2 separate regions of the Gossypium hirsutum genome follow, and region 2 is linked to region 1. Evidence: chromatin contacts called from public Hi-C data. All regions are on one chromosome and are shown on one strand. Each heading gives the region's core, a stretch centred on a gene start, on an enhancer-like site or on the middle of the called end of the contact. The rest is flanking DNA. Distances are from core to core; before and after follow the strand shown.

Region 1 (3,008 bases), core at 66-2,565:
GAATGAACATTTCAACTTGTGGCACACTGTTGGATCATTTGGGGGGGGGTGATTGAGTTCTGAATGAACATTTGCCATCAGTGAGTTAAAAAGTTATGCTTGTACCTTTTGGAGTGTTTGATTCCACAAAACAAGTGTTGGGGGGATAATTTTTCATGTCATCCTTTGATGAGTGTATGTTGCTCTCCCCTTGAATGCTTTTTATTATGCAGTTGAAGCGGATCATCTTATTTTTGTCTTATGGTTTTGAGATGGTTTATGACCACTTAGATTTGGCACACCTTTATTTGAGTGAAAAGAATATAAAGTTATGGTAAATTTTTGTTTCTGTTGATGTCAGTTGACTCCAATTATCAGTTGACTTGGAATATCAAAGTTCTTTTTTTTTCCCATTAAAAAAGGGCTTCATCCCCAGTGTTGAACATTTCTGAACTCTTGCAAGTTTCTCAAAGGCAAAAGTGCTTTGTAGCTTTTTGGTTTGGAAAAGCAGGAGTTAACTCTCATCGATGATTATTATTATTATGGGAGCGGTCTATTTACATTTTACACCTGTTTTATACATTTTCATAACTTAAAATGATTATAACAATCTAATCATTATAATTTTTTTTCATCACAAATATAGTTATATTGATAAATTCTATGGTTGAATTATTAAAAAATTAATCATAAAAAAAATTATGATGATATAATTGGATTCTATATTTATATTTTAACGAAGGCAAAACTAGAAAATTTTTTTAAGGGGCGAAATTAATTTGTAATTTTTACAATAGTAAAAATATAATTTTACCATTTTAATGATTTATATTTTAAAGGATTGAATCAAATTTTTATATTTTTAGGGATCAAAGTGTAATTTTACTTTAATAATTTAAATTTTTAAAAATTCTAAAGGGTCTAAATGAAAAATTTTATATTTTAGGGGGATCGTGCCCTTACAAGCCCCTAGTTTTGTCCCTGTATTTTAATATTTAAACTATGTAAATTAAGTTTTACAAATGATTTATATTTATTGCTTGAAAAAGTATTTAAAATTTATATTTCATATATCAAAATATTAATAATGAGTTACAATATTATTTTTATTAAATTATTATAATTTTAATGATAAATATAATTAAAATGGTTTTTTTAATTTGAAATGAACATTTATTTTCAACCACTTTTTTAGTGGTGTTTTTGTTTGATGTAACTTTAGGTTATTTTATTTTATTTTACCACCAAAAAAAAACATAAAAGAATATTTAAACGTTGTAAAGAAAGATTGGGCCTCAAGAACTTTATAATCCATTGGTGAAAGAAATTTTGAGAGGCCCAAAGCATAATTTTTGCTAAGGAGTTCAAATGGAGTCGAGCCTTTTGGTGACATAACAGAGAGGAGGAATGCAACAGAACTGAGGTTAAGGGAGGAAAAAAAAGGGTTTGAAGCAGTAGGTAGGAGCCTTTTTGGGGGGCAGAACAGAGAGGGATATCATGTTGGCCAGAAGGTTGGTTTCTTTCTTCAAGAATTCTCCCTCTTCCAAGCTTTCCAGGTACTTTTTTTTTTAGTTTCCAGTTTTAGGATTTTAGCAATTCGTTTTCTGGGATTGAATTAGCCATAAATTTCAAGCACCCATAAATTTTCGTAAGAGTTTTTGTCAGATACTGAAAGTGGTTAATATCCAAACCAGGAGAAATCAAGGGACTTTGAGTTTATTTATACTTTGGTTTGTGATAAGAGTTCACCCCAGATGATGTTTAGGCTCAGTGTCAAATCCCAGTAACAGAATTACAAATTCAATGTTCAGATAGTTTATTTTGAGTTGCCACTCTGGGTTTTTTTGCAACATTAAATTGTTTTTTGTTGTTGTGGTGGTAGTTTTTAGGTTCTTCCAAAAGATAAGTTAAACTTCATCATGTTTTACTTATTTGCAGCAATGGAACTTCTGTGAATGACGAAAAGAACAAGTCGTTTGCTGGGACAGCGGTTTCTTTTATCTTGATTACCGTAACCGGCGGTGTTGCTTTGAGTGCTCTTGATGACCTTGCCATCTACCATGGCTGTAGCAGGTATGATCCATTTCATCTGGCTCTGCTGCAAGAGTTTTACTAATTGGAGGACTTTGTTTTTCAAATATGCAAAACGAGATTTGAGTTATAAAATGGAAAATACGAATACAATGCTAGAACCTTATTATGTAGAAAAGAAGTAAAATGCTAATTAAAATTAGATAGCCTAGTTATTTGAAAAGATTGCTATCAGATGCATAAAGTATAAAATTAATTTCTAAATAGTTCAATCTCTTGATTAGCATACTCCGATCTATATTAATATTGGATTTTACATGTTCAACTTCGCCAACTTTTGGATTTTGATCATCTTCTGGACCAAACAGAAGAATAGAGGAAGTTTATTTACTTATTGTCACTGATATTATAATAGGATAGGAATTGTTGTCAATGGTCCATGACTCCACTTGCGAAATTAACTATACCTTGGATTTCCTTCTGAACTTGGAATGCATACACTGAAACTGTAAGCTTATGTGCTTGAATGTTGTATCTATTTGTTTTTTATAGAACGTAACATCTTTGAAATATTAGACTTTGGGTAAAAGTACCATGGAGGCCCCTGTATGAGGAATCAGATTGCATTTTGCTCCCTTCACTCAAAAGATGAGAAAATTAGTCCTTTTCCGTTAGATGATATAGCAAACTGGTCATTTCTATTAGACATTCATCAACTTCTACTGTTAAAAACTGGTATGCCTAACGAAATAACCAGACAGTTACACATGATATGCCATGGGTACCTCATACTGACGTACATTGACAAGTTTTTAACAGTAAAAATGGATGATTTTTTAACAGAAAGACTAGTTTGCTCTTTGATCTAACGTATAGGAACTAATTTGCCATTTTTTGAGTAGAGGGGGCAAAATGCAATCGGCTCCTAGTACAAGGGCCTCCATGGTACTTTTACTTAGAATTTGTTAGCGTTGTAACTTGTATTGTTGTTATATGAT
Region 2 (3,211 bases), core at 460-2,959, 160 kb after region 1:
CAGTGGATAAAATAATATACATAGATCAAGTAATCATACATGATTTGAACATTATCTTCATTTCATTAATCTCACAAACAAGAATAAAAAAATAAAACTAGATATGAACCCTAATTTACAAGGATACCTGACAAGCTTTTTGCAAAGAAGAATGCGTCTGATCAGAAGCATAAACTACAAGCTTTTCAAGTGCATCTTTTCCAACCCTCCTCAAAACCTTGTCACGAGCAGCCAATAGTACAACAAGAACAGCTTCACTTGCTGTGCCCTGTATCACTCCACCACCTTGTCCTGCAAAACAATTACCAACCTCATTCCATAAACTTTAGAGATATGTCACTCTTTCTTTCTTATGCTAGAAATAATTCAATGAAAATCCCCTGAAGCCACCATTGCATTCTATATCTGTGTTTTTTTAAAGAATCTGAAGTCCTTACCTGCTGAAAGGAAGTCTTCAGGTAGCTTAAGCATCTTAGCAAGCCAATCCAAAACAATCATTTCAAGCTCTGTAGCAGCAGGAGATGCAATCCAACTGAAACCAACAATATTGAGACCAGCACTCAGCATTTCTCCCACAAATCCAGCAACGCTGCTATTGGAAGGATAGTATGCAAAATAATTTGGGCTCTGCCAATGAGTAACCCCTGGCAATATCTTTGCTTGAATGTCTGCACTCAGAAGAATATTTATTCATGAAATTTGACAAATAACTAGAGCAATTATATAGGAGAATACATTCCAAATCACATGGTGATGCACCCAAAGACTCAATACATTTTGTCATTACTCTATTCTTCTACACATTGTATAGTGTTTATTACGTAATCGAATAAATTCAAGAATCAATTGAGCAGCTTCACCATCAAGAACATGCTGAAAAGAGTCTGGTTGATTAGGAGCAGAATCCGGTAACAAGTTACGAAGGTATCCAGGCTGCATATAAATGACCACAAATTAACAAGGCCAACTAAGAAAAATCAATTCAATACCATCAAATCACATTAGTCCATGTAAATAAGACAAGCATCTGAACCCAGTTTTAGAGAGCAAAAATCTGACCTTTGGGGCTTTGACATAGATTTACACTTAAATGTATATTTCCATACAACTCTTTCGGAAACTATAAAGCAAGAAAAAAGGGAAAAAATTATTAGAGATAGATATATTTATAGAGACCTCAACTTGGCTGAGAACAGGGAAATTCTCAATGGTTTTGTAATAATCAGCAATGAAATCAACCATCTTGTGACCATACTCTCTCAGCTGCTCAGCATCCATTGGCTTCAACCTGTTCTCCCTGCCAGTTCATTCAAATGCAAAGATAACCAAAACCCAACAAAAAGAACATAAAAAACGTTAAAGGGAAAAAAGAAAAACAAAGCTGGTGCCATTAAAACGATGATCTGCGAGAATTGGGAGACTCACATTGGTTCGTTACTTGAAGAGCGAAGAACTGAAAAATGGGTGTTGAAGGGTCACGGGAGTCTAAATGACAATTTCTTTTTTGCTAACCCGACAAATATGGAGAGATCGGCGTAATTGTATGTATGTAACTAACGAAAGGAGTCAAGCAGCCAAGCAAGTGTGTGCCATCCGGTGGACGTTGGTTATCGAACGTGGCCGATGCAAAATCCAATGCCAACCGTAGTCAAGGACAAGAGGGCTGCCGTTAAAGGCCGGCCTAATTGGGTTATTGGACTCAAATGGCGGCTCTTGGCTCAATAAAATTGTATCTGCCGTTGTCTTTTGGCATTTTTCTACCCTCCATTTGAGTCCAAATTTTTTTTTATCTTTTTAACTTTTAAACATGTATTTTTTATTAAATCATCCCAAAATGAATAGAAAAGTTAACTTTTTTTTAACTTTGTTGACATCGCATACACGTGGATTGTCGCATGGATGACACTTCAGGATTTAATTAATTTTTTAAATTTTTAAAAAATTAATTAAATACTTATGTGTCATCTACATAGTAATCATCGCCATGTCAGCAAAGTTAATAAACATTAAATTTTTCATCTATTTTAAGGTGATTTGACAAAAAAATATAAATTAATAGCTAAAAGAAGTGAAAATTAAATGAAAGACTCAATGACCTTATTTGTGAAGTTGGAGGGAAAAAATCATTACCCTTTTCTTTTTTTTTTTTGCTTAAACCACAAAATAATATTTAAACTATATAAATTTTCGGTATTTAAATGTTTTTTTTTGGTTCAACTAAATTATAAACCATCACCTAACTAACTAAAAAAGTTAACAGTTTTTCCCAACCAATTAAAACATGACATGTCATTTTTGTTTTAAATAAATTCTATATTTTTCATTTTTTAAGGTGTTTTCCCTTCTCTTTCTTTCTTCTTCAACAAATGTTTGGCCCGAGAGTTTCCGGCTATAGTTTCTTGGTGCTAATGCAAATGCAACCATAGTCCAACATCTTGGTCATATTGGATATGGGATCGAACCCTTTGCACTGACTATTCATTGCATTTGTGCTAGCACCAAGGAACTGTGGCTGGAAACTCTTGAGCCAAACACATGTTGAAGATGGAAAGGAGAGAAGAACAAAGAAAGGGAGGGAAAAAAAATGAAATTAAAGGAGAAAATTAAAAATAGAATTTATTTAAAACAAAAATGGCGTGTGATAATGCGGTAAATCCACATATTTTTATTATAAATTTTAATTAATTTAGAACATGAATTTTATTTAATTTTGCACTTAATTGATCATTTTCTATGTAGTTACAATTACTGTCTATTGTGTCGAGAAATGAACAGATATGCAGACCGTACAAAAGATTTGACACGAGAACTCAAATTGATGCACAAAACAAAGATTTTAAGTTTATTTTATTACTATTTTTATTAAGACTTCTTGTATTTTTAAGCTTATATATATATATTATTTTAAGGTTTATTATCGAGTAATTTATATATATGTCATTTTTTTAATAATTATGATTTTATTCCTTTTTTATATTTACGATAACAGACTGATTTTGGAGAGAGAAAAATGAAAATGCGTCTTACAGGGCGCGTTTTCACTAAAAATTAACAATTTAGTTCTTTTAGTTAGATGGTTAAATGTTAGTGCTTTTGCCCTTGAGTCTTAGGTCCGATTCCTCTCCTACTTACATATATATTTTTTATTTCATGTTGCTTCAAGTTTTGTTTTTGTTTTTAATTAATGTTTTTAATATATTAACTTTTTTGG

What was found. A called contact is a pair of places that touch in the nucleus more often than the background predicts.
Region 2: a contact with region 1 is called in a Hi-C map of leaf, with 2.3 times the contacts expected there. The contact joins the promoter of LOC107952740 here to the promoter of LOC121219037 in region 1. A contact is called at or near these places in 2 of 34 Hi-C or Micro-C datasets (both in leaf).

What each region holds. Positions count from the first base shown.
Region 1 is chrD07:28,512,506-28,515,513 of Gossypium_hirsutum_v2.1, forward strand. It overlaps LOC121219037, which reads left to right and starts at 1,316. Exons shown (of 4, transcript XM_041096466.1): 1 at 1,316-1,535; 2 at 1,918-2,052. The coding sequence starts at 1,477. LOC107952729 (nuclear transport factor 2) reads left to right here. Exons shown (of 9, transcript XM_041096852.1): 9 at 1-239.
Region 2 is chrD07:28,669,281-28,672,491 of Gossypium_hirsutum_v2.1, forward strand. LOC107952740 (phenylacetaldehyde synthase) reads right to left here and starts at 1,710. Exons shown (of 13, transcript XM_016887902.2): 1 at 1,426-1,710; 2 at 1,177-1,297; 3 at 861-933; 4 at 438-668; 5 at 128-291. The coding sequence starts at 1,427.